Linked DNA regions of Mus musculus: region 1 is linked to region 2. A link is a contact called in public Hi-C data. All regions are on one chromosome and are shown on one strand. Each heading gives the region's core, a stretch centred on a gene start, on an enhancer-like site or on the middle of the called end of the contact. The rest is flanking DNA. Distances are from core to core; before and after follow the strand shown.

Region 1 (6,448 bases), core at 950-3,449, 37 kb after region 2:
TGTTCGTCTAGACATGTAAGTGCTGTGACCCGCAGTGATCAGTGCCTCAAGTGACCACGTGGCTGGCAGCCTTCCTTTAATTTCATACATCAGCGCTTATGCTTGTGAGCGGTTTTTAACTCCAGGCTGTAGTTTGTAGGATTTTTTTTTTTGAAGTGACAAATCTATACTAAAAACGAGAGAACATTTTTAGTGTCAGCTGTAAAGAGTTGAGGATTTGCTCAGTTTTTCCATTGGTGTAGATACTGGGTGCAGTGTGGCATTGATCTGTGAACGTTGACGCTTTCCTTCCACACTTATCCTCTGACCTTCATATTGTCTTGATCCTCTGTGGTGTGCTCATAATTATAAGTACAGGATTAAGGTAACTGCACGGTTTCGGTACCACATTTGCTGTAGAGTTTGGCTATAGTCGTGGAGCAGTACACTGTTGTGTTTCAGCCCTACAGTGCTTGTACCTGAGCTGGGTTTAATTGTTGTTCTTTAGCTCAGACATCTGCATTTCTGTAGTGCTTTTTCTCATGGGGAGAACTCTGACCCTTTGCTGTGCCCGTCCTAGTTGAAGCTGTCTATTGATTTCTCCATGGTTGTTTCCTTCTGATCCCACTTTATCTTGCATTGGCTTGTACTGCTTCTTTAATATTTTCTATCATATCAATAGCATGTGAAAAATGAAGGGAAGTTAAATTACTCACTGAGGTTACGACTTGAAAACATGTTTCCTTTTGTTGAGATGGAGTATGTTTTCTGTTTAGGTAGGCCTGGATCTTATTTCATAACAAGAACTTTTCTGAGGCGGTATTCTAAATAAGTACATGATGATCCCTCCAAGTCATCTGGCCTACAGGAAAGGGTCTACAGCATCTGTAGGGAGGCAGTAGTGAGTCTGGGTTCTGCAGACTACATCCATAAGGCGTGGGTTTTAGTTATGCTTCTATGGTACACAGTTTATTTGAACTCTGACTGTCTTCTCATCTGTACAATGGGGTAATGACAGCACTTGCTTCATTAGCTGCAGTAAGGATGGAGTGAAACTGCATTTAGAAAGTTTTAGCCACATAGTGAGTGATGACTCCTGTTCTTGTTAGGGTGTTGGCAGTCCTAGGGCCAGATGCTGCTGGCTCGGGTCATGTCCATTTTCTGCTGTAGTGCTTAAAGACCAGGGTGGCCAACAGTGTCACTGTGCTTTGCAGAGACAATGCTCCTTGATTTTTTTATCCTAATCTTTAAGGGACTTAGTGTTGTTAGATTTTCTTCTTTTGTGTTTTTTTCCCCTTTATGAGAAACCTAAACCATACTTTTAAATGTAAGACTTTACTTGTAAAAATCAGTCACCTCCTTGCACTGGGCGATCCCATTGCCACTGTTGCAGTGTAGGCGGGGAGCCTGGGCAGAGGCCTGCCTGCTAAGCACTGTCAGAATGAAAGGGGACCCGGAGAGTCCCGAGGCTACCTTAAGCCCCACAGGCTTGATAGTGAAAGACTGCTCCTTCTCCTCGGGCAGCCGCATGCTTTTTGGTCTTGATACTAAAGCTCACCAGGATGGAAAGATGATGTTCAGACCTAAGTGGATCTGGGTGGTACCAGCTCTGGAAGAAATGCTTTGCTGCATTCTGCCATGGAATACCAAAATTGGATGCAAAGCTACCTGCCCTGGGAGTTCTTGGCATTAATTCTGTCTGAGTCTACAGGGTGAAAACTACACTGGCATAGCAGTAATCAGTCAGTCAATCAATAAATCACAGAGATTTCTCTTTGAGTAATTTACCATTTACAAATTAGAAGTCCTCTCTCTCCTGGCCATATGTTCCTAAATGAAACTTTTTGAAACTACCAAAATAACTGATAGAGGGATTTTCCAATTAATAATGAGATTTCCCAAATCTCTTTAGTGAGCAGTCCCAAAATTATGGGGTTCAAAAAAATGGTGATGTGTGGCAAGCAGGAACCAGGTGGTCTAGTTAACCACAGTGATAGAAAACTAGAAAGGACTGTAAGTCTAAGAGGGCACCTGCCACATCTACATGTAGAGCTGTGTTCAGATTCTCAGCACCCATGTGAGAAACCAAGCCTGGCAGCATGTGCCTGTCTTACCAAGACCAGGGAGGCAGGGGCTGGCAGAACCCTGGGGCTCACTGGCCACCCCGTGTATCCATGTTCCATGTGGAGAGAATGTGCAAAGTACCCTGGGAATGCAGAGAATGGACCTAGGACTGCCAGTAACTCATTCTGTAATGCCGAGAAAATCCTAGCACCCCTGAGCCTCATATGAGTGTCTGTTTGGCAAACATAGCTTCCAAAATGAAGACAAGAATGGAATCTAAATTTCTTTCTTTTCCTGTCTGACCCAAGTTTTTCTGAAAGCAAGCAAAAGACTACTCCCATTTCCCTGCTTGACCTAATCAGACATTTTACTCTAACGAGCACTGCTCTCACTGGCCATCGTGATGAATGAGGCTGTCAGGCTGGCAGTTTTGAAACCAAGTCAGGCACACTTTTCAGGCATTAAGACTTCACTGTAAATCAGGCACGTTTGGCTTGTGTGAGGCTGAGCAGCCACTGCATTTGCTGAGCCTCAAGCTCCGAAGCTGCTGTAACACTTTTAACAATTAGTCATGACTCAGGGGCCTGAGCTGATTTACCCCTTTTGGTGGACAGAGTGGCATGTGTTTTTGGAACAAGAAACTGAGTACAGACTCTGCCCTAGGGTAAGTTTTTAGTTTTGTAGCAGGGAGGGTAGCTGTGGCGAGCATGCAAGGCTGCTGTGAAAGTTACTGGCTGCTTTCAGATGTTAATCGTCATTCACTTCAATGTCAGGAATGACCAAACCGTAAACAAAATATTTTTAAAAGCCAGGAAAACTGCAGGGATGAGCAAAAGGCTGCCTGTCTGGAAAAGCTAGCACAGTTTGCACAATCAGGCCTTCCCACGGTTTAAACACAGTTGAGTCCTGTAGTCACAGTTCCTCCCTCAGTGCTGTGGAAGCTGCCACTATGCCTCGAATCTCACTGAAATGCAAGAAAGCGGATCTCTGGGTCGAGGATGAGCAGGTCTAAAAGGAACAGGAACTTAAGGATGTGGGTGAGCTTGGCTTGCTCTGTAAAGGGGTTGGGGGCTTACGTCATTAGGAGCAGATCAGCATAACCCGCTCATCCAAGGAGCAGCCTCACGTGCATGGTTTCAGACGGTTTGGACTTGGTCACTGCTGTACTAAGTGCACTGGGTTCGAGCTCTCACATAAGCTCTAGACAGCCTCCCTTTCTTCTCGAAGCTCAGCTACTCTGAGCTTTTGACTCCCTCAGACCTTGCTCCATCTTCCAGAGCGGCTCCTGCTTTGAACTCCATTTTCCCTGCCTCCAGGTTACAGAGAAATGGTTCCCAAACACTCACCTTGTCCCAGACGCCTCTGTAAGCGAGAAGACGGTCTGTTTCTTTTTACCCTTCTTAAGTGCATGTGGAAATAAGGAATTTATGTTTTAAGCCTTTAATTGCAAGGTCTGTTTCAGAGTTGTATTTCTTCTTCCTCCCTCCAGCATCATGGCCACCACACACCGTAACGGTTGGTCTTCGTGTGGGTTGTTCCTCAGCATACTATCCGTACACACATGCACACATGCGATGTCAGTGCTTATCTGCCACGGGTTACGGAACATTAAACACGGGCACGCATAAGACTATGGCGTCAGTCTCTAGCTGACAGAAAGTAGACATGGATGAGTGAAAGAAGGGTCCAGTCTTCATAAGTTTTGGTATGAAACTTACGTGTTCGATGACGGCTAAAGAAGAAGATTTTATTATAGGTTTGTGAATACCTATCTTCTGAGATACTGTCCATCAATTCTGGAGCCTCAGATAATAGAAGATTATCCAGCATCCACATGTGGAATGCGGCTTTCTGAAGAGGGCTTATGTCATCAGTCTGGATTAATTTAATTTCACCATTTCATATTTTTTGGCATGTAGAATTTCCAATTAATAATTCAAAAAACATGGGTGTAAGGAGACTGACGTTAACAGTTTTTGAAGTAGCATCCTTCTCATATGAGATGGCATCTTAGCTGAGTAAATATATCATTTTTAATATAGAAAGTTATTTTTGTGTGCTTGGTTCCACAAAGTTAAGATCTGCTAACGTGAGTATAATGTGCCTTGTCATGCATCCAGTGCTGTATTTTTTTTTAATAGATAAAAATCCATTCCAGGTTTCTGTTAACAACATAGAAGCCAACCCTCAGGAATATAAATTTCCCCTGGATGCATTGAGCATTTTAGAGATTTCTTTTCACATTTGTTTCTTGGCTTCTCAGCATCATTTTAAAATAAAAGTGTATACTTTGGTGCTGCCATATAAAAGCATTTTAGGAAAGTTTTTGCTGGATTTTTTTTTTTGTTCCTTACAATTGAACATATATTTTTAATATTCTTAAGCTTTCATGAATATGTTTTATTGATTTAGGAATTTTGTTCTTCTGTTTAATTAAAAAAATAAGATCTACAACTTGTCAGACATTCCACATCTAGAATTAATTCACTGCCTGTCCTTGCATATATCTGTGGCCATGTTACACTTCTGTGTGCAGCTACAAAGAAAGTGATAGTTTTGTAGTTTATACAGATGCGGTTACACTTAATCTAACCTATCTGGATGCATACTAGTGATCTCATTTTTAATAGTTGTATAATAGTCTACCATATGGAAAGCAGAGTGAGCATGAATGAATGATGGTCCTGAGACTTTTCCTAAAGTATGTCTTTAAGTGAGTATCATTTTCCCTTGAGCAAATAATTATTTTAGAAATAATTGTCAGTCCCTAGGTATATACATTTAAATATTTGATAATTTAGTAAATTATTTTCTAAACTTTTTAACTGATTTTTTTTCTCTTTTTTGTTTTTGTTTTTGTTTTGACTTTGTTGGTTTTGAGTCAGGTCTTGCTCTGTGATCTTGCCTATCTTCAAACTTACATCCTGCTTACAGGTTCACATGAGCCAACATACCCAGCATATAGTTATGTCTATACATATGTCGTATATGGTACTATATTGCATACATTAATTATACCTATAAAATGGATTTTACTATGCCATTTTCTTTTCTTCCTGTTCTCCTCTTTTTTCTTAAAACAGCTACATCTGGTTTGGTTGGAACTTGTAAACCAGGCTGGCCTCCAGTCTGACTGCCTTTGCCTGGTGCTGGGATTAAGGGCACCCACTGCCTATTGTGCCCTGTGTTTTATTCACACCCTCATGGCCTGTAACCCCGTCACTGCCGCTGATCTCCCCATCTAGTCCCTCCTTCACTTCCATGCCTTTGCTTACTTATTTCACTATACTAATTTATAGTCCTGTAAGGAATACATCAGGATTCTTGGTTCCCTACATTAGCTGTGGTCATTTAGAACATGCTAAAATTCTTTAGGAGGCAGGTCTGCAGCATGAGTTACGGTTTTGTGAGTACCAGTGTTGAAAATGCTGCTGGAAAGGTAGCCATAGATGCACCAGTGAAGTGCTTCATTCTCTGAGTCTGGCCTACTGTGAATCTCCAGCATGAGCACAGTATCAGCCCTTGATTTTTCCAGAAGCTTTTTGTTCTCCCCTTACACTTTTGTTCTGACAGCATCTTTATTTGGCGTCTGGGTACATGTGAGTGTAAGGATGACTCTGTACCCTAGATGATATTATTACCAGAAACCACTAATTCCCCTCTAATCATTGGTGCAACAGGATCTACACTGCCTGGAAGCCGATGGCAAAGCCTAGGATATGAGTCACATGCTCAGCACTGTGTGCCACTCCCTTTTCTTTTCCTTAAACAAACCAAACAAACCCTCATGTGTTGTATTCTTTGAGCTCACAGAACTGCATCTAGCCACCCCTCCTTTGGGTGGTTTAGATCAGCTCTCTCCAGGCAGTACTTTGAAGTCTGTGCAATACATGGATAATTTAGGCTGACATACTTGGCAGGCCCATTTAAGAAGCAGAATTGTTTGATGGCATGACACAAGAGGTCTGTTAACTGAGTTATAAAGAACCAAGGCATTTCCAACAAACCCTAGCCTTGGCATGAAATCTAAATAGTTCTTACTTTGTGGCATGCAGTCTTTACTTCCTGTGATGTAATATGGCCTCTCCTGCAGAAGGCAAGGAGGTGGGAGTTTTAGCATACCTCATCATTTTTCTGTGGGCGATGATGGGAATGGAGAGTGAATGTTTAAACAAAATATGAAGAACCAAATCCAGAGGGGGTGGTACCTCTGGAAAATGTGAAAAACCGTGGGGTAGGGAGGACACCTAAATAATGAGGTTAACACGCAGCCCTCAAAGTATTGCAAAATTAAACCTAGAAGTTAGTTTATTATTTCCCACATAAGTTATAAATATCCTGAAACTTTTCTTAAAAGAAATAAACTTTAATTTTATTTTTTATCTTTTTGAAGAGAAGGGCTCAT
Region 2 (6,685 bases), core at 873-3,372:
GATATTACAAACTGGATGGGGAAAAAAGCTTTTTAATAAATGGTATTGGCATTGCTGTTTGAAAATAAAATAAAACTGGCTTGTTCATTAGCTCCAAAAACCAAAACAAATCTCAAAAAAGATCTGAGATTTAAATGGAAAAGAATTCTACTGATGTACTCAAAAAGGAAAACATGGTTTTTAAAAAATGTGTGGAGGAAGATTTTTAAAAAATACAACCTAAACCCCAGAATCAATAGAAAAAATAATTTAAATTGGGCTGGAACTTTGTAAATCTCCATGGGGAAATAATCCTTAAAAGTAAAATATTAAGAACTATTTCTGGTTTACTCTCCAAATAGCATTATTTACTTTGTTTCCCACATCCATCTATAATTTCTTAAAACACGCCTATAGTGACATATCAGGGGAAACAAAGCGGCATTTTAAATCCTCTTATGAAGTATGAGAGTTAATGTTATGGTCAAATGCCTGAGTTAATAGATCCCTTAATAAGTAGCCAAATACTGTTAGTTGTATGTTTCTGAGAGATGAGCATTTGAGTTGGTGAACTCAGTAAGTGCCCACTTACTGGAATTTAGGGTCAGAAAGCTACACGTGGGACTTGCCATAAGTGGAAATTAGTGCAGTGGAAAACTTATTAAGAGTTATGATGGCCTAAGTCTAGCCTCAGTTCTGCTTCCTCAAGTGAAGGGTTCTCACTTCCTCAGTGTTGGTCCTTGCTTTATTTTCTCTTGAGGAAGCAATGTTTCTGCTATGCCTTACAGGTTAGGTGAGTCCCACAGTCCATGGCTGTTTTATCTTCCTGCTTTGATGTATTTGTTTTTTCATGGCTGCTGAAAGGAAGTACTACAAACTTTTGATTTCAAACAGAAACTTGAGTCTGGTGAGGTAACTTATATTCTTGTCTTTCAGGACACCTTAAAACTCTGAAAATTTCTGGCCATCCAGAGCTACAGGATGAGTTCCAGGACTGCTTCAGCTATAGAGTTGAGCCTTTATCTCAAATCATAAAGAATAATGAATGAGATGAAACAGAACTTTGTTATATTCAAGTTCTGGAGGCAAGAAACCCAAAAGCAATTTCACTGGCCCAAATCCAAGTGTTTTGGGGGCTGCTGAATAGGCTAGGAGAGATTTCCCTCCTTATCTCTTCCAGTTTCGAAGACTACTGACTTTATTTTTTTTAGTGACCTTACTGGAATCACTGCCTTCCGCTTATTGAGTCTACAGTCAATTGCATTTAGGGCCCATCCTAATAACCTAGGCTAAGTTCCATCTCAAAACCCTTAGCTTATTCCACATAGGCTCTGATACCACATAAAGTAGCATTTGCAGGCTACACGGGATTAAGTCCTGACATCTCAGTGGCCCATGATTTGACGTACTGTCCCTCAGAGTTATTCTAAGGAGCAAATCTGCTCGTGCACTTTTTAGGCTGAGTACAGCATCTGACAGAAAAGTCCTGCGGTCTCTAACAACGCCTACCCACAGGGCTGCTGCTGCGTTCGAACAAGGCTCGGGTATAAAATCTGTAGTTTCAAGAGGGTTAAAGGATTAAGTAAAAGCCCGGCAGTGGTGGCGCATGCCTTTAATCCCAGCACTAGGGAGGTACGGATCTCAAAAGTTCTCGGAGTTCAAAGCCAGCCTAGTCTATAGTGCGAGTTCCAGGACAGTCAAGGCGACAGAGAAACCTGTCTCAAAAAAGTAAAAAAATGTGGCCTGTTAACAGACCTTGCCATTAGTATTTGCATATTCTTCTTTGCAGGAAGTCTTGCATCCGTTTACCTTGCTTTTCAAATACCTCTGGGCGGACTTCTCTACCTGGAAGTCCTTCCCACCAATCTAGCGCTCCGCCTACCCAACTTGGCATCTTCCCTAGGGCTTTGGGAAGCATCCAGGCCTCTGAGGTCTGTTCTCACTCTTGCCTGTCAAAATAGAGATAATTCCACCCGATTACACCTATTTTCCAAACTTTTTGGTTATCGTCACAACAGAACTATGTTAAATAATCCAGAGAGAGGTGTTTTCCTATATTCGGCTGGAAAACGGATGTGCAAATGGTTGAATTTAGACAGGCATCACGTGAGACAGCCCAAGAGCGGAGCGTCGGGTCCTTCACTCTAGGGTCGCTGAGGCCCCGCATGTGGCGCAGGCGCAGTGTCCACGACTCGCCATGCCGACTGTCAGCGTAAAGCGAGACCTGCTCTTCCAAGCCCTGGGCCGGACCTACAGTGAGTGCCCGCCCCGTGGCTTGGGCTCGGTGCCTGGGGAAGTCTGCTCGCCCTGCAGAAGAACGTGCTGGCGGCGTTCATGCCGCTACGTGGGGTTTGGCCCGGCACGGCCAGAGTCCTCAGGGGCGCGCTGCTGGGCGAGGAGACTCGGCTGCGCTGAAGTAGCTTCTCGGAACCAGCTCCGCGGTGGCTCCGTTGCATCATCAGCGCGTGTCGGGCTCTCCGTGTCATTCATTTAGAGACCGAGCTCCAACTCCGTGCCCAGCACGGACTTTGGTGTCGGGACACAGACGAGGAAACGTACCCTGGGTTCCATCACAACTGTAGGCTGTGGAACCAGATTGACAGCGAAGGGGAGACGTTTAAGAAAGATGCGGGTCTCACTATGTAGCCCAGGCTGTTTTCGAACTGTCGGTCTTCTTGCCTCAGTTTCTGAGTGCTGGGATAACAAGCGTGTGCCACCAAGCCCGGCATTGGCTTTATTTTAGTGTTGACCAGGCTCCAGAAGTGTGTCAGGCAGTGTTTGGGAGTAGAGCTGTGCACATGACACATACATGAGAAAAATAACAAACCATGATGTTAGTAAAACGGTTTATTGGACATGCTAAATGTTTCTGGGAAAGGAAACCAGGTTTTGTGCAGGGGTAGCATTTGATAGTTAACATTGATTTGACCCCTAAATGGAATCACTTCTATGGGCTTAGCATTCATGACACACTTCCCTCTTTCTCAGTTCTAAAACTAAACCATTGTGGGGGGGGGGGGAAGGGAGGTAAATATTAGTCAAATTATCATTTCCAACACAGATGTAGTAAGTTGAAATGGTATCAGCCTCACCCTGTAGTTATCAGCTTCTATAAAGGTCAGAGCGAGTGTTTTATGAGAGCCTCCTTGTTTTTGAGTATTAGAGGCCAAAATTAGAGGACAAAATGGAGCAGGTTCATAACACCACAGTACTGATGTCGTACAAGTAAACTTTTAAGATTTTTTTTTCCTAAGGATGGACTTTAGATATTACTCACCCCCTGTGTTTGTCGGATTTTGTCGTTGTTCTTTTGGAGACAGAACCTTATTCTGAAGTCCAGGCTGACTCTAAACTTGTGGCAATCCTCCTGACTCAGTCTCCCAAGTGATACAATTATAGTTGTGACCAAGGCCTTAGAAACAGGAAATCGCTTTGCTTTTGGAATGTGGTTTTAATTTCCTAACCAGTTTCCCTTATATAGTAAGCTTATTAATATACCTCACTTGCCCTGTTACTCTAAATCATATTCTCTCTCCTGGTGGTCACTGTCTCTGAAGTTCATATGATGGTGTGTGGCAAGATGAACAACTTGGAATCAGTTCCTAGTCAGACCCTTATCTATGGAAAAGTACCAGATTGTCCAAATTTTAAAAGACAATGAGGCTTATGACCTGCTCGCAATCATCAGATAATGTTTTAATACATTCCCTGGCTGTTTCCTTTTCCTTCCACTTTAAAATGGTGAGTGATCCAACAAGCTTGGTTTCCCCACACCGACTGTGAACTGTAGGCTCTTTTGAAATTCTTTCATACCTATTGATGGTATTTAAGGTATACACCAGATGGGTTAGTACTAATCTTCATTGTTTCTCTTGCCTTCTTTCTTGAAATCTTTTTAAATGTCAGCTCAGTGGTGGTTGGAGTTGGAAAAGGCTATTCACCAGAACAGGTAGTTTCCAAATGAAGTGTGGGTGTCATTTGTTTTTTGTTTTTTTTTTTGTTTTTTTCCATTTTTGTTTGCCTCTTTCTCTTTTTTTGTGCTCTTACATGTCACCTTATTGAGCCCTCTAGGGCTGCTGCCCATCTGAACCCCACTGTCATTTCCAGCTGCCGTCACCTTCCATTTCTCTTGGCAGTTTTTGTTGCCCAGGGCATTTCCTTTCCCCTGTTGCCCTTGGCGCAGCTCTGTCTTCCTAATCCTCCTTGCGATTGCCTTTCTGTTCAGTTGTGTTCTTGTTACTTACTTTTTGTTTGTTCTTTGATATTCATTTTCTTGTGAACTGGTTTCTGATTGCTCTTCAGCCTGGGCCCTGTTCTAGCTTGGTACAGTAAGTACTGTCAGAGCCACCTGTGTGCCACACAGGTTTTTAGGTTTACCATTTTATTGTAGGGACTTATTCATGGTTTTACTTTTGCTTCTTTCTTTCATTTAAGTTTTAAAAATATAGCTTAAAGGAATAAGGAATAAGATTCAATATATTCTAGTAATGCATACAATTTGATTTATTGCCATTTGGCTGACAAGATTTTTGCATATTACAAAGTGAGTGTTTGCTACTTAGTTTCTGATGGTTAAGATTTGATATTTGGTGGTCCTGTATTTTACTCCAAGTTGCAGATCTGAAGTGGGGTCAAGAGCTCATTGGGGCTGGAGAATCTGCTTCTAAGTTGTTTCTTAAGTCATCACCATCTTTATTATTATTTAGACTTAAACCAATTTATATGTATTAGTGTTTTGCTTTGCATCAGATGCGTGTCTGGTGCCTGTGGAGGCCAGAAGAGGGCATCAGATGGCCTGGAACTTGAGTTACAGATGACTGTAAGCCACCACGTGGGTTCTGGGAATCAAACCTGGGTACTCTGCAGTAGTAACAAGTGTTCTCAATTGCTGAGCCATCTCTCCTCTGCTAAGTTTCCTTAAGCGGTTTCATTAAGCGGTTTTGTTTACCCACTGATGTTTTCCAGTTCCTTCTACCTTGGCTTTTGTTAATTTGTCCCAGAAGGAGAACTCTTGAGAGAGCAGGTAAACGGGAGCGCTTAAGTACTATCCTCTGTGTTTGATAATTGCTCAGACATGCTATTCCATCCTTTTCCATATTCTGTTGGTGACAGAGACCAATCCTGAGCTTGCATAAGGGAACTAGATAGACAGGTATCATTGGAATCAGTCTCTCCACACAGTCACCAAATGGTTCTTGTTCATCCACATGCAAAATATACTTGTCCTAGAAGTGTCATCTTAGAGCACCATCCACAGTGAGACATCTGAACCTGGTTCTGACGTGGATGAGCGTCTTAGGATGTTTAGCATCTTGTGATAGATGAGTGCTGTCCGAGTGCGGAGAGGCTCAAGCACTAGGATGGGTGTCTCCCATACATCTAAGATGCCATAGAGAGACATAGCCGGCCTAACTACTGGAGGAGCCATTGGTCCACTACAGTTCTGAAACTGAATGGCAACTGCAGGATGGTCTTGATTAGGTCTCAGGCCTGGGATAATTCTCCATGGCTCCGTGCCTGCCCTCTAGGCTCTGATTCCACCGTCTGAGTGGCCCCAGAAAGCATGTGCTTCACAGCTGATTACCTTCCTTATTCTACTTCCTGTCAATAGAGTTTTAGGGGCTCAAAGACTTCCTTTTGTCTTTCTTCCGCCCCTTTCAGTTCAAGTTGGCTATGTCTGCCGAAGTGTTTTTTTCTAAAAACTTTCTGGGTCTTTGGTGAATTTTTTGGTGGATTCCTTTATATTAGTTAAAAACCACAGACTCCAAAAACCTCTGAAATTAGCTGTTTCAGTACTTTAAGTTTTTTCATACAGTACTCTTAATTAAACTTTATTGTTTGATTAATTGGATTTGTGAGGCACACCCTTACTTTCTTTGTTACACCTTTTGTTTGAACGAATTGTGCCTTTGATCTGCCTGAAGGTTTTTCAGTCAGACATTGATTCTATCTCAGGCCTAGGATTTGGGCTCTGTCCAGAACTTACTTAATTTCAGCATTGCTTTACATTTAGAAGGCCAAAAAAAAATTTTTTTTTTAAATCACCAACATTCTGTCTCATTTTTGTTTAATAGCTCTTTCTACATTTATCTCTTCTTAAGTAAGTGGTAAAAACAAAGCAGAACAAACAAGCTGCTCTTTGAGCACAGAAGTCTTAGCAGCATCATTTTCAGCAGTTGGAGTACCAGCAGCAGTGGTGCTGATCAAGTCTCTCCCTTACGGGACAAGGATGCCCTTGTACTTTCCTGCAGCGTTACCTGCCTTCCCTCCTGGCCTTTGCTTGAATCCTGATTCAAGACCATGGAGCTTCAGCCAGTAATGTTTTTGCAGCCCGTGGGTTTTCTTTTGCAATCCTCAAAGCCTGCTTTGTGATTCAAAAGCTATTTCCAGAGTTCTGGTGCCACTTCCTTTACAGAGGCTAAGATTTGTATTAGTCTGTTGCTACATAACAGAATATCCTGTTTCTTAGGAGGAGAAAACAATATGCCTTTGTTACTTCACACAATGTCAGAGTGACAGGGATCAGAGGGGGTTGGCTGGGTGGTTCTGGCTCTAGCTTCTTGCTAGGTGGCAAGCAAGCTGCCATCTAGAACTGCACTCACCTCACGGATTAGCTGAGCTTCCTAACTCACTCATGTGATTGCACCATATATAAGCTCACACAAAGGGGGGCCAGGAGGCAGGATCATTTCAGACCATATTGGAG

What was found. Hi-C and Micro-C count contacts between places; a contact is called where the count stands out from the background.
Region 1: a contact with region 2 is called in a Hi-C map of Th1 cells, with 1.7 times the contacts expected there. The contact joins the enhancer-like site here to the promoter of Farsb in region 2. A contact is called at or near these places in 1 of 39 promoter capture datasets (macrophages), 1 of 15 datasets of contacts at CTCF or cohesin (the NIH/3T3 cell line), 24 of 484 Hi-C or Micro-C datasets (B cells, the G1E-ER4 cell line, the HPC-5 cell line and 9 more), 2 of 115 datasets of contacts at active chromatin or transcription factors (embryonic stem cells and pancreatic cancer cells) and 1 of 9 other capture datasets (pancreatic islet).

Annotation. Positions count from the first base shown.
Region 1 is chr1:78,447,757-78,454,204 of GRCm38.p6, reverse strand. The region is part of intron 15 of Farsb (phenylalanyl-tRNA synthetase, beta subunit); the gene reads left to right. Among named protein-coding and RNA genes, the nearest start is that of Farsb, 38 kb to the left of the region's middle. Within about 2 kb of position 2,199, at least 23 of the 459 cell types and tissues checked have an H3K27ac peak or open chromatin away from gene starts, as enhancers often do. A contact at or near this core is called in Th1 cells, where this site is marked.
Region 2 is chr1:78,484,334-78,491,018 of GRCm38.p6, reverse strand. It overlaps Farsb (phenylalanyl-tRNA synthetase, beta subunit), which reads left to right and starts at 2,122. Exons shown (of 17, transcript NM_011811.4): 1 at 2,122-2,234. The coding sequence starts at 2,177.